4 separate regions of the Mus musculus genome follow, and all the other regions are linked to region 1. Evidence: chromatin contacts called from public Micro-C and promoter capture Hi-C data. All regions are on one chromosome and are shown on one strand. Each heading gives the region's core, a stretch centred on a gene start, on an enhancer-like site or on the middle of the called end of the contact. The rest is flanking DNA. Distances are from core to core; before and after follow the strand shown. Region 1 holds the start of Adcy5 (adenylate cyclase 5). Region 2 holds the start of 1700119H24Rik (RIKEN cDNA 1700119H24 gene). Region 3 holds the start of E130310I04Rik (RIKEN cDNA E130310I04 gene). Region 4 holds the start of Hacd2 (3-hydroxyacyl-CoA dehydratase 2).

Region 1 (4,310 bases), core at 649-3,148:
CTTCTTAGAGCGGAATATCTGCAGCAAGGCCAGGCAGCAGGCGCCCAACGACAGCACCGCGCCGGTCCCAGAGCCTGACGCCACAGAACTGCCTCCATCCTCCGACCCGTCTCCATCCTCGACGATGCCAGTCCCGGGCTCCAGCTCCTCGGCCGCTCGGCCTTTTCCTCGACGCTCCTCCAGGCCCAGCTCCACCGAGCGGGGGCGCACCTCTGTGCCACCTGCGGCCGCTGCGGCCGCCGCCGAACTGCCGCTGCCGCCCGCAGGGGGCGCCCGGGTGCTGCCCCCTCCAGCCGCGCCCCGCCGCTGCCGCCTGCTGCCGCGACCGCCGTCGTCGCCACCGCGCTCCTGCCAGGCGGACTTAGAGCGGAAGCTGAAGCCGAAGCCCCCAGCCAGAGGGTCATCACCGCTTAGTGGAGGGTCTTCGTCGTCATCGCCACCGCGCCAACGGCTGGCCAGGCGCTGCTGCTGTTGTGGGGTCACCGCTCCCCCAGATCTCTTGGTGGAGCCGCGGGTTGATCCCCCGGGGGCGTGGGGGTAGCCATTGGCGCGGGAATCGGCTTCTCCCCAAGCGGCGCGATGCTCCGGGCCTCCCCGGGGCGCTGGCGACGCCGCTGTCTGTGCAGCGTAGCCCGGGGGGCTCACGCTTTTGGAGCCGGACATCCCCCCCTCGGCCTCGTCGTCTTCTTCCTCTTCCCCCGGGGGCCGGGCCGGGGGTCTCCAAGGAGAGGGCGGACAGCCAAGCAGGGGGACCAGGCTAGGGTCACACGTCGAGGGAGGCCCGGGGCCCTGCGCAGCAGCGGGACATCGTGGCACCCCCGTCCTGAGCGGTGGAGGACAACGGGAAGGCTAGCGGGGAGACAGCGCAGCCCCGAGGTGAGAAGTAGCTACGAATTAGAGTCCAGAGTCCCAGGTCCGAGACGGAGTTGGCTCCGAGCGGTGGCAGTGGGGACAGCTCTGACTGCTGCGCCGGACGCAGAGATGTCCGGACTCCTGGCTCGCGTCGAGCTCAGGCTGGGAGTTGAGGAGCAGGCGGGACGGAGAGGTGTCCTTGCGGGCGGCGCCTCTCCGAAGCTGGCAGTTCCCGGGCGCGGCGCTCGTGGCTTTTGCCTAAGCCGAGAGCAGCGACTCTCCCAGCAAGGTGGCGGCGAGGGCGGCTCGGCAGGGGTCCCGGCACGGAGACGCAGCGGGTGCCCTTTGCTCGCAGCGCACTGGGAGCGACTGGGAGGTGCAGGCTCCTGCCAGCATTATTTTCTTACGAGGGGTGGGGAGGTGGGATGGGGGGTGGAGAGGACGGGGGAGGGGGCGGCGGGCGGAGCAAGAGCTCCGGAGCCCCGGGGAGGAGGGTCCTGGAGCCCGGGGGGGCCGTCGCCCGCATCCCCCACCTCCGGAGGCGCGAGTGGGAGCGTGGCCCCCGCGAAAGGCGAACAGAGCCTCCGGCGTGCCCGCGCAGGGGGCGGGGGCGAGGACCGGCTCCTGCGGTGCGGCCCTTCCCCTCTCGTCTCCTCCTGTCCCCCAGACCCAGCAGGCCGGCCCGTTCCGGCAGGTCCCGAGGGTTGAGTCGCTAGCTCCGCAAGCCCTGGGTTCCTCGTTGCCGGCGGCTGGCCCACCGTAGCCGAGCGCAGAACCACTACGCGGAGGGCGGAATCCGGCGCAGCGCCGCCGCCGTTCTGCCCCAACGCAGGCGGGCTTCTCCCGGGGACCACGGCATCCAGCGATGGAGGGCTGCGGCTCAACAGCAGCCGGCCGATAAGGGCCGGCCGAAGAGCCGCGGCGCCCCGGGGGCGCTCCCGAGGGGCCCGAGGGAGCCCGGCTCCGGGCGCGCCATGCACGCCTCGGGCCCTGCGCCGCTCCGGCCGCTCGCGCCGCTCCTCCCTTCTCGCCCGCTCGCCGCCGCCGCCGCCGGAGCGCCCTCCGCATCCCCTCCTCCCGCCGCCTCCCCGCCCCCCGCGCCGCTCGGGCCTCGGCTCACAGCGGCGTGCGGCCGCCTCCGCCCTCTGCCCTGCCGCCGCCCGCGTCCTGGCCCCGGCACCCCGCGAACATACTCAAGCCGGGCCCGGGAGCCGCAGGGACCCCCGCTCCCCTTCCTCACCTATATTTTCACTGCGCCCCTCCCTCCCTGGTGCCTGGAGCCGGGTCAACGGGCGGATCCCTCGTCGGACCTGGGTAGCGGGCAATCCACCCCCGATCGGGTCCTGCGACCCCAGTCCTATCTCCCCTCTTTTTATTACCCTTTTCTCCCCCACCCCCATTCAGCCCAACTTCAGCTACGGTGCTGCTCCCCCCTTCTCTGGTCCGGCTCTATTGGCCGCTTCCAGAGCTGTCAGACTCGAGTCCGGCGCTCTTATTGGGCGATTCTGTGGCCCGGCGACGGTGCCAACGGAGGGCGCGCCGGGTGGGGGGCGCCCCGACCGCTACTGCCGCAGGGAACTGGAGACAGAGTCCCTAGAGAGGACGGAGGGACCCAGAGCCAGACCCGGAAATGAACTAGGGAGATGCAGAGACTGAGGATGTCTGGGGCACAGAAAGACAGCGATGGAAAAGATGGAGTTGCTAGCAGTGGGTGAGGCCGATGCAGCCAGGGTGGGGCGAGCAGGACCACTTTGGAGCATAGTTACTAAGAGGAAACACCACTGACAGCTGTGGGAACACCTGGCGTTTATAAGGAGCCCTTTGCCTGTTCATGTGTTTTAAATCCCATGTGGTTCTAGTAACAGCCATGGGCTCGGATGGGGGACAGGGCCTGTGTAGCTATTTCCTATTTGCAAATGTGGAAACTGAGGCTCTAAGAACTTAGCCAACTTGGAATACACCACACAGGTCTCCTAACCCACAATCCAAAGATCTTTTCTTCAGTGCTACGCTGGCTTCCACACCTACCCAGATGCTCCCACAGGCAAGCTAGTCTCCTTGCCAGTCAGGGAAGCAAAAATGACCCTTCTGGGAACTCCTGAATAAAGGCAAGGGTAGACAAGAGTAGACAGCTGAGTAGAAGATCTGGGTCTGTCTGCCTCTTCAGCTCCCTTGACCCCCTAAGCTGTCCTAACCGGAGTTCTGGCAGTTTTGCTTGGGGAGGGTGACTTGTATGCTGTCAGCCCCTTCATCCTTCTGCCGTCCTCCAAAGTTGACAAGAAGCCTAGAGGTCCACATCCTCCTCCACTGCTCATCTCCTTGGCAACTGAAGATAAACCTTGCCAGAGCTGCAAACCGGGAGGAGAGAAAAAAAGAATTCCAAGGGATCTGCGTAAACGGGATCTTGAGTAATCCTCCAGCCTTTGAGTAATCTATGGTTGGCTAAGTAGTAAAAGCAACACGAACCTAGCCAGCCAAACCCTATCGCGCTGGAAACTTGCAAAGCATTGTACCGGGCTGGATGCTACCAGGAAAAGACAGCAAACTGGGTCTGGAACTCGTGTAATCAGGGAGGGAGCAAAGCTGGCCAGCCCCTCTGGCTCAGCCACACTCACTAGGCAACAGGATTCCAAGAGCCTGTCAGTGTACGGCAAAAACCATTGTTTCCCTCTGTGAGTACCAAATCGATTCTGGGGGTGCAATCTAGGTCCAGCAGGGAAAGAAGATGGGCAATATTTGTTAAGCTTCTTGGTACTGTAGGGATATTCTATTGTCAGTGTCAAACACCAATAAGAGAACAGATTTAGTTGTGATCTTAATTGGTTTTTCTTTGTGATTTGGGAATCAAGCAACAGCTCGTTCTGGGTAATAGACTGAGTGATCTGATGAGCTACACAGAAGCGCTTCAGCTTTCTAGACAGAAAATGGCTGAAGAGGCAGAATCGGAACAAAGAGGGCATAGCTCATTTCAAAGAAGGTGAAACCGGAGTGGGACTTCCTTATCTTGTCAAGGCTGGCACGTTTGGGAAGTTCACACCTGCATAGTCTCTCTCTGTCCCCCTAGGGAAGGTCAGATGATTAACAATGTGGCCTGCTGGGACTTGAGTCTGGTGCAGGGTCTCAGTTTGAATCAGCCACCTCCTGTAAATTTTGCTCAACTGACTTAAGGAAAGGATTACTCCAGCATAAAGATGAACACATTTCCAGAATTCTGCCATTGTAGCAAAGATGTTTAAGAGACACTTGGGACATAGGCAACTGCATGCACAGAAGGCATGTAGACAGCGAGGTTACTGGGCAGCCTTGCATCCTTGAACCTGTTCTCACTCCTCCTCCTCCCTCCCTCTCTTCTCTCTGCCCCCCACCCCCCACCCCCCACCCCAATCCTCCAGTCCTGCTAATTGAACCTAGGACTTCTAACCTAGCAGTAGTCCCTACCCTGACATTATTTCGTTTGG
Region 2 (4,310 bases), core at 1,127-3,626, 220 kb after region 1:
CATGTGATGGGGGGCATACAGATTCGTGTGTGAGTCTGTTTTGGCAGGGAGGAAAAACCCTTGGCGCTGAGGTGTTTGTGTGTATTCACACGCATATGAAGTGTTCAGAAAAAAAGTGAATGGGTGTATAATTGGAATATGAGAGAGAAGAGGATTTTCACATTGTACTTGGCATGTATGTTTTAAGATGCTCAGATGAGAATAATGCACATGTAACTTAAGCAATTACTGAACAATAAATTATCCTCAAAGGATAAAGAACAGAGGACACAGGCCTCAGACATCTCCTTCCCTTCCTGGCCCCGGGCAGCCGCCTTGTCAAAAGGCTCCAAGGACAAGTTTTGGTGGCGTCTCTCAGGCCTCTGAGGTGCAGGTTTCTAAAAGGCAAGAATGTCTGTGGAAGGGCAACCAGTGTCATAAGCTAATGCAGTGTGACACCAGGCTTAGGGCGGTGAGGACTGAGCGGACCAGCCAGCATAGGGAGGCAAAGTGGCCACGAGGGTGCATGGGGTGAGATGTCCATCTCTGGACCACAGAGGAGTGATATTTCCCTTGCGTACAGGTGGGTGGAGTTACTACCCCAGCACCGTGGGGTGCTGTGTGTTTTCTGGAGTGGGGTGCTGTGTGTTTCCTGGAGTGGGGTGCTGTGTGTTTCCTGGAGTGGGGTGCTGTGTGTTTCCTGGAGTGGGGTGCTGTGTGTTTTCTGGAGTGGGGTGCTGTGTGTTTCCTGGAGTGGGGTGCTGTGTGTTTCCTGGAGAGTTCAAACACTTCCTGCCAGCCCCGCTCCCCCTGATTAAGACTGTCTGGAGTAAGGTGACTCTGCCACGCTTCACAGGGGCAGCAAGCAAATCCTCTTCTGCTCTCAACCTCTTCTTGCTATCCAAGCAAGGAAAGCAAGGCCAGTTCCCTCTAGAAGGCTGATGTTTAGCGTGGCCACACACTGGGATGATCTAGAAATATAAACAAAACCACGGAAATCCAGCTGCCACCCTTGAGTTTCTGTTTAATTGGTCTGGGGGCAGCCTGGGCGGGGTGGTTTCCATGTTCTCCAGGTGAATCTAATCCCCAGCTATAGCTGCCAGTAGGATGAGGACAACTTGGCTGGGGTTTTCCAAGGACTCTGCTCTGCGGGGCAAAGTGCCCAGAGCTGGTCTGCTTTGTCTCCCAGCCTCATGGCACTTGTTTTTCTCCCACAGTTCTGCTCTGACCCTGCCTCACCTTCCTTGGGACCGCACAGACCTAAAGGATGTTCCAGACCTGAAGACGGGAGGTGGCTGGACCTCTGTCCCTGTCAGGTGAGCAGCCTCATCACTGAGCAAGTCACAACATCTCCCCTCTCATGGTCTCCCATAGGTAGCACAGCAAGGCCCAGGCAACAGTTCTGGAGAGTAACACTACTAACTCACTCCTCCTGGGTCCCTACGGCTGTGCCTGGGCTCTTAACAGCTTATTAAAGTCTGCTCTGAGCAGTCGTGGCTCCTTTGCTGTCTGAGTGGGTCTCACTTTGTGTAAACATCTAGGAGAAATTATAAATCCACTTTGGCTACCCCTCCATGAAGGCTGAGGACTTCTGACCTCAGGCTGATGAGCTGTGTTCCAAGAGTTCAGCACCAGCAAGGCAAAAGCACTGCTTTTACAAAGAAAAGAATAAAGCAGCCATAAACCACTGTCTGATAACTAAAGGGAAGCGCTCTTCCGAACAGTGAGACCCATCACTGTCCTCCACTAGCAGAAGCGAGAGCTTCTCTTCTGATGTTGATGTTGTTGTTTAGTTGGTTTTTCTTAATCTTACTTTTTTTGAGTCTCACTCTGAATCTCAGATTAGCGTAGAACTCACTATGTAGCCGAGGCTGGCCTCCCCTTAGCTTCTCAAATATTGGGATTGCAAGCGTGCCTCACGCCTGGCTTTCTGTTAAAAAAAGTTTATTTTAAAACTTAGAGTGTTCTGGGGATGTCCAAGCAACTCTGTGCCCTATAAAAACTGGGAATGTCAGAAAGTAGTTCGGCTAATAAAATCGCACTAGTAATTACAGCAGAAGGCAGGGCTGTATTACGGCCTTTGAGAGCTTTAGGTGTCTATCTATTATATAATTTTATTTGATAGGTATTATAGTTTGATTATGTAGGCTATATTTTATAACTGCTCCATGGAGCTCCCCAGAGCGCAGTGAGGAGCTCTGTGTGGCATAGCTGTGAGGGAGCACAGCAGAACATGGAGAGAGGTGGCAGTCAGGGTGCACAGGGGACAGCACCTGTGCATACACAATAGATGAGAGGCTCACTTGTGGGAGTCTGTGGGCACTGAGGACCTTTGGACATTCCCGATGATGTCATAAGGGCAGAGTAACAATTTAGGAAGGCTCCCTTGACAGGACAGAATCAACTTAAAGAAGAAGGACAGTCCCCACAGGGGTTTAAGTGCCAACCGAAAGTGACGTGGGAGGTGGAAAGGGCTGTGGTCAGGAAGATGAAGACCACGGGTAACATACGCAGGCTGTGGATGGGGTGAAGAGAGACTGGCAGGGGTTTGAGGAAAGGTAATTTGGCTTAGTAGTCAGGGGGACATAGGGCACTCAGGGAGATGGGCAGAAGCTTGTCCCCAAGGAGTTCAGGACAGAGCTGGTGACCAGGAAGCTGGGACTCTGCCACCACTCCTGCCTTTGTATGGTAAAGCCCAGCGCGCAGCACTTACTCTCTGTTCCTAGCACAGGGGGAAGAGAGCTCTTGGGTCTCCGGGATTTCATCTCCGGGGCCTTGGTGTTCTCACTGGTCTGAGCATCTGGAACAAAAAAAAGGAACACAAACATCAGTGAGTGGCTATCTGAGGAGCTGAGTAGGGGAGGCCCTCAGTCAGAACCCTACCTTGACCCTAGCTGGCCCACCCACCCCTACGTTCCACCCAGAGGCCCTCTGTGCCCGCCAAGTGGCGCCTGCAGTGGGCCCTTCCTCCAGGGGAGTACCAAAGAAGGAGAGCCTGCTGGATGGACCTGATAAATCAGGTGGCTAGAACAGTCGCTGGCAGGATGGATGGCCAGGCCAGGGAGCTAGTGACTGCTCCCAACTGCAGCCCCAGACACTGCCAGGACTAAGGCCACTTAGCAGGGCCTAGGCTCTCAATTCCCTTTGCCCACACTGGGCTTTGATTCTCTCCTTTAAATGTTCTACATTCCAAAGGCTCTCTGCAAAGGTAAAGGCCTCACACAGAGGGAGGAGAAGACTGGGCCCTCTGGACCTCTGGACTCATGGACTGAACGGTGTTTATGGCCTTAGATTTCTAAGGCTTGCCTTTGCACTGGGTCAGGCCTAGCCAATTGAGGGCTTCAGAGTCAGCCACTGGCATAGTCTCTCTGAGACGGAGGCTGGGACTCAGTCAGGGGCTTTTGGGGTACCTCCTCAAGGCAGGCCTATGAATTCCTGCAGTGGCCACTGCTTGATGCTGGCAGCAAGTTCCTTCTTCCATGTTACAGTAGAGCTCAGAAAATGCTGGGGGTGGGTACAATACTAGGGGGGTGGTCTCTTGTGGATAAAGGAGAATGGCACTGCAGGCTGGGTGGAACTGAACAGAAAACCCCTGAGTACCAATGAGACTGGACTTTCAACTGGGGGAGGGTCTCTTGTGGACAAAGGAGAATGGCACTGCAGGCTGGGTGGAACTGAACAGAAAACCCCTGAGTACCAATGAGACTGGACTTTCAAACGTTGTGGGAAAACCACTCAGGACTTAGATAAGAAGCTGCTGGCTGAATGACAATCACCGGGCAGTGTTTTTACTACTCTTTGGGGGAGAGGATGGAAGGCACCTCCCCCTAAGCCCCTTCCTGTCCTCATCCTTCATTTCCGCTCTGGAGGAGGAAGTTCAGAGGGAGGAGGGGATTTTCCAGCCAGGGCTCTGGCCACATTCCTGTGGCTTGGCTGAGGAAGGGCTAACAGACTGTCCTTGCTTCCAGGATGGGCAGCCTCAGCTGGTCTTGGCTAGACTGGGCTCCCTGTGAGGAGTGGTACTGCACCCATCAATGGCAGGGGTTGGAGACATGCACTTTACCCGCTTCCCTGGTTACACTTATTCTAGATGACATCTGTGCTCTGTCCACAGGGCCCCTTCTACTTAAGTCTTATTTTTGAAGCTTGTCACCAGCTAGGCTTCCTCCAGGATATCCCTGTACTCTTTATGAGCTGGGTAATCCATGGACAGAGACTGCTGTGGGCACAGCTGGCTCAGCTGGGTGGCAGCTGAGGAATATTAAGGTCAATTCCCTGTTGAAGATGACCCAAAGCCACACACACACACACACACACACAGATACACGCAC
Region 3 (4,310 bases), core at 1,190-3,689, 200 kb after region 1:
TGTCAAGGCCACTTCCTACTTTCCCCGGCGACACAGGAGGCCTCCTGCAACTGGTGGAGGAGGAATTGTGAGCCGCTTTCACTGGTTGTTGAAAATGTTCTCTTAGAAATTCTGTTTGTTCTGAAGGATATATTGGTCTTTTTAAGAAACATTTCTGGTGTTGGCAAAGATGTTTATTATTCTAAATCCTCTTAGCGGCAAGTGGCTCAAGTCCTCTGGAAATCAGCTAAGGAAGTGAAGGAGCCTGCTTGGGGGGTGAGGGTGGGGGTAGGGGAGGAGAAGTCCTTACTGTCCCTGCCCCAGACCTTCTGGCAGACTTAGTCATGGAGCTTTATACAAGTAAAGACCCTGGCCATTGGCCGACTGCCTTCTCTCTGGTTTGCTCTGGAAAAAAACAACTTGGAGAGATCAACGTTGCTGAAGAGTTGCTGTGTGCACCTACCCTTGGTACAGGCACCACTAATTTACACGTGGTGGGGCTTCCCTCAGCCAGTACAGGAGAAGGTGCAGACCATGGGGGAGGAGGCTCGCATGACAAGCAGAATGTGAAGGGATTTGAACACGAACATTCAGAGAGTCTTGCATGTTTGTCTTAGTGTTCCACTCTCATCACTATTTTAGGAGACTAAAGGGTCAGGCCCGCATGTGACCAGCAGAAGGACAAACCTCCCTGGAACATGGTGCTGGGCCTGTGTGCTTTATAACCCTGACGCTCTTGGACCACAAAGGTTCAGGAGTGCTAGGAGTGTAGGATCCCTCCTCCGTGCTTATCCTCAGAGCTGTGTCTGATGCTCTTTATCCTTTCCAAGTACAGAGCCCACATGAGTTGAACTAACTACCGGGTGGGACCAGGGTTCTCCCATGAGCCTCTCTGCTAAAGACAGACACATCTGGCCTGGACAGTGCCTGACAAACAAGAGACTGGCTCGCTGGCTACGGCTGGACCCATGCTTCCTCGGAATTCTCCCAGGGCTCCCTGGAGACATGGCTGGCAGAATGGGAAATCCTTCCAGCTGCAAGAGTTTGTGCTCAGTAGAGGGTGGCTACTGCTGGGAAACCAGAGAACCTTGTCTGTGATGCTTCCCAACAGCCCGGCTTCCCTTTGCCCTCTTTGTGTTTGCCCACACCATGTCTGTCTGGGCTGGGCCTGCAGAGATGGCCAAGCACTGATCCTGAATCCAACAGCTACTGGCCTAAACTACGGCACACGCTTGGAAAGAGGCTCTAAGAGGCTGAGGCTGAGGCTGAATTCACGGTGCTGGTTAGTTTTAACTGTCAGTCTGATACAACCGTGAATCAACTGGGAAGAAAGCCTTAACAAGGAATTACACAGATCAGGTTGGCCTGTGGGTGTATCTATGGGGAATGTCTTGACTGTTATCTGAGGCAGGAAGACTCAGGCCATTGTGGCTGTAGATTCCCTAGGCAGGGCAAACCGGATAGTATGAGGGGAGTAAGCTAACTGAGAGCAAGAGAGCACACCGCGATGCATTTGGTCTCTCGGCTCTTGGCCATGAATGTGAAATGACTAGCGACCTGAGTTCTAGCCTAGCCTAGCCCTGAGATGGTGGACTGTAAGCCAGAATTGTGAGCCAATCCACTCTTTTCTCCCTATGTTGCTTTTAGTCAGGGTGCATTATCAGAGCAAGCCGGAACACTCACTAGTCATGGACAAAGCCACAGGAGAGTCCCACAACCCTGTGCATCCAGACAGGGTTCCGTCCTTTCTATGCTGTCAGGCAGAATGAGACCAAGCTAGTGTCATGCTTACACTGGTAAGCCGGGAATCTCTAAGGCGTATCTCCAGCCCTTCCAAATCACATCAGCTTTAAACTCAGAATGTAGTTGGTGTAGGTTGGGTTCTTGATACTTTGTTTTTCTCCCTTAGAGTTAGGAGGAGGCCTGTTATTCTTGTGTTGGGTGAGTGACATTAAAGAATCCATCTGGATCCCCTGCTCCTCCCTCATCCTCTCCCAGGTCACACAGAACAGCCCAGAAGGCGCAGGCGCAGGCCCAGGCCAGGCTGCAAACCTCATTCTTATGCTGCTTCTTAAAATACAATAATTAGCCTCGGAAATAGCTAAGTATCCCTCACTTAAACCAACTTGGGGGGGGGGAAGGGCTAGCTTTTGTTGATTTGAAAATGAGACTCTTGAGTGATCTGAAAAGAAGGCAGCTCTTCAGAGAATATGCCACAAGAGACTTCTGCAGCTAAGGAGCACAAGTCACTTTTAAGTGGCCTTATTTAGTCGGCCCATCAAGTGGATGCGTTTCAAGTGCTTGAAAACTGTCCAGAATAGGTGGAACAATATCTACTTTATCTCATTTGTGTTTATATCTACTTAATAAACCCCAATCAGATAATATGCAGATGTCCCTGGAGACACACAGGTAAATCAGGTTAATCCTGGTTTACTTTGGCCTAAGTCTAAATTCATGGGCTTTGAATGGATGTAGCTGTGCTGTGGCCATCAATACGAGTCCTCATTTTATTGAGCGATTCTATTCTTAGCTCTGGGGTGGGGGAGGCAGACAGAGAGCCTGCTCCCCATTCCATTCCCCTCCTAGGACGGCATTTAACATGTTGCTCCTGCCAGCTGGCAGGCAGCCACACCGATGGCCCTGTCAGCACCGGCAGTGGAGAATGAGAAACTCAACCATAAAAGGTCAGAACTGCAGCTCCCGCAGTGGGGCTGGGGGAAGGGGAGTGTGGCACGGCCCGGGGTGGCCCCGATTGGGGTAGGGGGCACTGGTTTCAGAAAGGCAGTTTAAAGTTGTTGACCCCACACAGGGGCAGATAGATGGGAAGGCTGAGGAAGAGGTTTCTCTGTCTTAGAGAGATTCTTCACTCTTTAGCCATCCACAGGCCATGGGCACATCTGGAGGGCAGGCTTTTGAGAGTCTGAAATGAGTTCTTCCCTTAGTTTCCCTTCTGCATGGCTGGAGACATACCTATCCACTTTGGGCCTAAGGTGAGGATAGGAGATAAAGATGGAGAAGGAAGACTGGGACCAAAGTTAGGGACCACAGAGTGACAGCACTAAGAGAGCCTCTGAGTCCTCTCCAACTGCCAACTTCATGCTTGGGACATTCCTCAGATCCCCGCTGTGGCTCATGAATCCTTTCTAACACTCTTTTGTTCTGTAGGTGTGAGCCCTGCTGTGAAGTTGGGGACTAGTCTTCACACTGAACCCAAAGGAGCCCCTTTGTCTAATTGAAACCCTGTAAGCTTGAAAGCCAAGATTGACTGGAAAACCTACTCAAATCTAATGTGTATGCAATTAAATACCAGGCCAAAGTCTTTCAGGAGCCCCATATATGGAGGCCCACACAGGCATACAACACAGTCTACTGTCCCCCTAGCTGCACCTTCTTGTGTCCCTCTACTGTACTATATGCATCTGCCACAAGGGGAACCATGACCGAGGGAAAACAGTGAGCATCACCCATGGGAGGAAGCCACATAGAAAGCGATTTAGATGTGTCAGAAGACAGATCGGAACGTAAAAACAGTTACTAGGAAAGAAGGCAACACCAAATCTTGAGACTCGGTCTAAATAGGGGTTCAGCTTACTGGGAACTCAGAGATATAGAAAGGGGAAGAACTTAGGGTTAGCAATCACAGTGACCTTAGAGAAACAGTCTCTCTAGACCAAGCAACATGGGATTAAGGGGCAGGTAGCTGCAGAGGGCCAGAGGCCAAGGGGTGAGGCTGCTCTGCCACCGGGTTAGCCCAGGGGCTGGGGCACAGAAAGCAGAGCACTGCAGGAAGGCCAATCGATGCAGGGGGTGGGGGTGGGGTAATGCCTGTGCTGTTGGAACAAGCGGGGGATGAAAAGCTGAGTGAGCTGAGGATGGTGGAGTCCTGAGAACCTGGGAACTGGACCAAAGAAAAGAACCCTCCTCAAGGTACAGGAGCCATTGATGGCATGGTGTACAGGTACCTGGAGGTCTGGAGGCCACCAAGTTCAGAGGAGTCTAATGCCTCGTAGTTCTCAGTGAAGCTAGAGGCCTAAGGGCTTTGTGTGTGTCCTGGGAGTGGGGAGGGGGCAGGGGGATGGCAACGGGGAACGTGTCTCCAGAGAAGGATAAAAGTTCTGAAGGTCACTGATACCTCCGTCTAGGGGCACCAGAGCATAGCCTGGAGTGTGTACATGATGCAGTCTCCGTGCTCCGACCCCTGAAAGTAAGAGGAAGTGGCCTTGATCCCAGGTGGGGATTTGCAGGCTTGAATCAGATGTCCCCCCACAAGTTCTTGCTTCCTAGTTGGTGGTTGTTTGAGGAGAATTAGGAGGTGTGGACTAGCTAGA
Region 4 (4,310 bases), core at 856-3,355, 130 kb after region 1:
GGTGGCCCGCAGCCACCTGGAATGAGACCTGATGCCCTCTTCTGGTGGGTCTGAAGACAGCAACAGAATACTCCCATACATACATAAGTAAGACCCTACTCCTCATTCTTGTGTTCATCGCCCAGAAAGGAGGTCTTTCCTCATTAGAGGACTGTGACATCGCTCTTCAATACAATGCTTCTACCAACATCTTTGCTAGAACAGGAATCGTACATATATGTGTATAGAGAGAGTTCTAAATGTTCTCCTAAAAAAATAATAATCTGGGGACATTTATGAGAACAACAACTTGTAGCTGCAATAGTTCTTTATTGACTTAAGTTTAGATCCAGGGATTTTGAGAACTTGTATAATCACATGCAAGCCTGTGTTCCTTTCTTTTCTTTTTCTTTTTTGTCTTTTTGGTTTTGTTTTTCTTTGAGACAGGATTACACTGTGTAGCCCTGGCTATCCTGAAACTTGCTCTGGAGACCAGGCTGTTCTTTAACTCAGAGATCCACCATGCCCAGCCTGAGGGCATGTTGTTTCAACACCTCCTATCTGCAATACTAACAATCAGCCTACCACCCTCCAAGCCTATTTCTTCATTAAAAAGCAACATAATTTCTTTAGGCTTACAACGTTTGTGCAAGTGTGTATTATTGGCCTGTGCTAATACCAGCATCTGAGGAACATACAAAATTAGCTGATTCAAGTAAAGTGATTTGAAACAGGGTTTCACCGTATATATGCATTTTGTGTATATTTTAAGTTTTGATCCCTGCCAACGTATTTCCTACTGTAAAAGATAATTAAGAATGGATTTTCAAAATACAGTTTTAAATTTTTTCTGTATACTTGAAAGTCTTACAAAAAAAAAAAAAAAGCCATAGTGCTAGCACAGTAGTAGAGTACAAGCAAGTGTGAGGCCCTAAGTTCAATCGCCAGCACCAGTAAACAAACGGATGAATGCTTGCTAGGGAGTCAAGAGTGGTGTGGCACAGGCCCCTGATTCCAACAGTCACAAGATTGAGGCAGGAGAATCACAAGTTCCAGGCGAGCCAGGACTACATAATGAGTTCTGGTCAAAAAGAAAAAAGAAAAAAAAAAAAAAAAAAAAAAAAAACGGGAAAAGAAAGAGAAAAGGGAAGGGAGAACAGAAGGCAGGAGAAATTGCACCTAAGAAGTTTTACGACTTAGGAATTTCCTGACAATTTAAATTTATATGGTGATCCAGCTCACCAAAACCACCGGATTGCGAAACTGGATTCACCTAGCCCAACTCTACCTAACTGGGGGGGAAACAAAAAAACAAAAACAAACAAAAAAAAAAAAAAACCAAACCCACTAGAGACCCAGAGAAAGAAGCAGGTTTCTTCAAAGTCCCAGGGCGAGTTGTGTGAGAACTGGAACTAAAAGCCCTGCTATGAAGAGACAGACTTGAAATGGGGTAGACACCATCCCCAGAGTCGATTCTCTCCCTATCTCAACTTGCCCCAAGAAAATCTAAGTAATCCCCCTCCAAAGTCTCCGCCCCGGTCTCGGACCGCTCCGGCTCGGGCGGCTGGCGGAAAACTTCGACCACGTTCCTACCGCCTCCCAGACGAACGCTCCCGCCTGGGTTTTGAAAGCGGCCGCCTAAATGAATGATCTCCGCAGCCAGGCGGGCTTCCTCGCCGGGCTGGGGAAGTGCTGACCGGCCGCCCGGGGCTGGCCTCCGCGCCGCGCCGCGCCGCACCTGTGGCCCGCCCGCTCGCCCGCCCGCCCGCTCGCCCCGCCGCGGCCCTGACCAGGCAGCTCTGCGGCCAGCCTGCCCCATGCTCGCCCCGCGGCCGCCCCGGGCTGCGGGTCCGACCCCGCCGGTCACAGAGCTCGCTCCCCGCCTCCCCGGGGAGGGAGCTCCAGCCTCACCCCGCCGTCATCACCACATTGTAGATGACCAGGTACGCCGTGGCCACAGGCCCGGGGCCCTTCTTCTTCCGCGCGCCGCTGCTGTCGCCAGCCCCGACTCGGCCACTGCCGCCCCCATTCCCCTTGGTCGCTGCAGTCGCCGCCGCTGCCGCCATGTCAAGCGCCCGCAACCCCGCTCCCCTCGCGCCTGCACCTCAGACCCAACTGGGCTCTACGAGGGGGCGGAGGAAGGGACGAGGGAGAGGCGGGGCCGCGGCACGGGGCGGAGCCGGGACAGCGCCCACGGGGGCCGCCATCTTGGATGAGGGCAAAGACGCTCCAGGCGCTCGTCTCCGTAGCCGCCATCTTGGATAGGGGTAATTTCCTCCCAACTTCCGGCGCACAATCCGTGTGGGCATCCAGCGCCAGGTTTGATCAGGTTAATGTGAACCTGGGCCTCACTTGTCAGGCCTGTTCTTACGGATAATTTGTCTCTGGTCATTTGCTATCTTATGACCATCTCTTCCTGCTGGATCCAAATGATATGTCCTGGTCCTCGGTAACTTTAGCCTCTACCAGGTACCAGGTATCTTTACCCCTGTACACAGTTGCCCAAGTAGCTAGAGGGTGATTGACGTCAGTTAAGCTGTGTGTCCTGTTCAGAGAGCAGAAGGAACCAGCATTTTTGTAACATATTATCTTTCTCTTCTAATTGTAGCCAACTCGGGGAAATAGCCTTCAACAATTTCTTCCCTGTCTTTGGATTTTTTTTTTTTTAAACCTGCTCTCTTGGACACTCCCAACAGTCTCTAAAGGTTAGCCAGTTTTTCTCCATTTGTAGGCCTGCTTTTTATTAAAGAGGATTAAGGTCAATCAGTGGTTAGTGGTGGACCTTGTAAGGCAGTAAAGAGTTGTTTATACCTACAGGTTATGGGCTAGGTGGGAGGGAAATACTTCTACTGAGTTAGATCAGAAATAACTTCTGAAAGCTCCTTTAATCTGCTGACCCCACTCATTTCTTTTTTTAGTACTTTCTTCATAAAAAGTACCTTACTATCAGTGTTCATAAATATACTGGCATTTATGTAATGTAATAAAATATGTATTGATTCCAAGAAGTACTTGTGGAGCATATACAAGGTTGTATTGGAAAATATACATATTTCAAAATAAATGAAAGAAACAAACGTCGTCAGTCTTCAAGAGATTACACAGAAGGATCCAGGAATGAATCGATATGAATTAGCTGGTGAAAAGTGGTATCAGAAAATTATTACAATGATCCAGGTCACAATGATAGTGATTTAAGCCAGTGTGATAATAGTTGAAGTGAGGAACATTGAATTCTCAGAATATTTTAGAGTTAGTGAAATGTGTTGGGTAGAACATTTGGTTTTAAAGGAAGGTAAAAGGAGCATTCAGATTGCTTGGGAGAACAAGCTGTAAAAAGAAGTAAGTTTGAGCTGGACGGTGGTGGCTCAGGCCTTTAATCCCAGCACTTGGGAGGCAGAGGCAGGCGGATTTCTGAGTTCGAGGCCAGCCTGGTCTACAGAGTGAGTTCCAGGACAGCCAGGGCTACACAGAGAAACCCTGTCTCCCCAAACCAAAAACCAAAAAATAAAAAAAAGAAGAAGAAGAAGTAAGTTTGAAGGCAGAAGTCAGGACTTTTATGTTTAGCTTGAAATCCTTTTTAGAAATGTAAGTGGAAATGTGGAAGAGACAATTAGATTTAGACTCTGAGGTTCAGGAAGACCTGCAGGCTAGAGATTTGAGAGCTTCAGGATGCTAGGATTGAAAGTCATGATGCACCCCCAGAAACTGAGAGGTAGGAGCAGAGAAATTGCTGAATTCTCATCCTTACCTGCTCTCAAAGACTGTAAAGACATCCTGCTGCCTTTTCCCCTGACTTTTAAAAGAACATGTGAAGGAGGAAGGTACAGGTTTAGTTTTCAACATCCCTTACTCCATCATCTGACCTCAAAAATCACCAAGCACACACATGGTACATATACATACATGCAGGTGAAACACTCCTACAATAAATAAATCTTAAATAAAATAAAAACCAAGCCAAAAAAAAAACCCCAAAAACTAAAATCCAAAAATGCAAACCACCCCCGCACCTCTCATAAAGGAGTGAACTATTTTTCAAAACAATCATTCACTTTAAAACTCTCATTCATTTAACTGACTCTCTTTTCAGTATAATACAATAGGAAAGTAAGAGTCACAAAGGCATAAAGTTGGAAATCAACTTAAAACTCAGAATATATTTTTGTAGTTATTTATACCCATCAGCTCTGCAAAGTACAGGTGATCTTTTTAATTACACATAAATATCACTGGGGAGGGGAGATAGAATAGATTTTGTGGGTTGACTAGGAACAAGTGGGGATGGAAACAGGATGGGTCAGATGAGGGGTGAGTAGAGGAAGAGAGTC

Evidence for each region. Promoter capture Hi-C pulls out the DNA fragments that hold promoters and counts their contacts. A called contact is a pair of places that touch in the nucleus more often than the background predicts.
Region 2: a promoter capture Hi-C map of stem cell-derived epiblast-like cells shows a contact between it and region 1, with 3 times the contacts expected there. The contact joins the promoter of 1700119H24Rik here to the promoter of Adcy5 in region 1. A contact is called at or near these places in 4 of 39 promoter capture datasets (embryonic stem cells, liver and stem cell-derived epiblast-like cells) and 2 of 9 other capture datasets (adipose tissue and liver).
Region 3: a promoter capture Hi-C map of stem cell-derived epiblast-like cells shows a contact between it and region 1, with 3 times the contacts expected there. The contact joins the promoter of E130310I04Rik here to the promoter of Adcy5 in region 1. A contact is called at or near these places in 9 of 39 promoter capture datasets (the 3T3-L1 cell line, the HPC-7 cell line, embryonic stem cells and 6 more).
Region 4: a contact with region 1 is called in a Micro-C map of embryonic stem cells, with 12 times the contacts expected there. The contact joins the promoter of Hacd2 here to the promoter of Adcy5 in region 1. A contact is called at or near these places in 4 of 484 Hi-C or Micro-C datasets (LSK cells and embryonic stem cells), 1 of 115 datasets of contacts at active chromatin or transcription factors (embryonic stem cells) and 1 of 9 other capture datasets (adipose tissue).

What each region holds. Positions count from the first base shown.
Region 1 is chr16:35,152,452-35,156,761 of GRCm38.p6, reverse strand. It overlaps Adcy5 (adenylate cyclase 5), which reads right to left and starts at 1,898. Exons shown (of 21, transcript NM_001012765.5): 1 at 1-1,898. The coding sequence starts at 663.
Region 2 is chr16:34,937,395-34,941,704 of GRCm38.p6, reverse strand. 1700119H24Rik (RIKEN cDNA 1700119H24 gene) reads left to right here and starts at 2,376. Exons shown (of 3, transcript NR_040536.2): 1 at 2,376-2,537. Mylk (myosin, light polypeptide kinase) reads right to left here. Exons shown (of 32, transcript NM_139300.3): 18 at 2,693-2,779.
Region 3 is chr16:34,957,123-34,961,432 of GRCm38.p6, reverse strand. It overlaps E130310I04Rik (RIKEN cDNA E130310I04 gene), which reads left to right and starts at 2,439. Exons shown (of 4, transcript NR_045723.1): 1 at 2,439-2,666. The region is part of intron 21 of Mylk (myosin, light polypeptide kinase); the gene reads right to left.
Region 4 is chr16:35,020,216-35,024,525 of GRCm38.p6, reverse strand. Hacd2 (3-hydroxyacyl-CoA dehydratase 2) reads right to left here and starts at 2,105. Exons shown (of 7, transcript NM_023587.2): 1 at 1,891-2,105. The coding sequence starts at 2,045. LOC105246106 (a long non-coding RNA gene) reads left to right here and starts at 2,181. Exons shown (of 5, transcript XR_876048.3): 1 at 2,181-2,455; 2 at 2,588-2,684.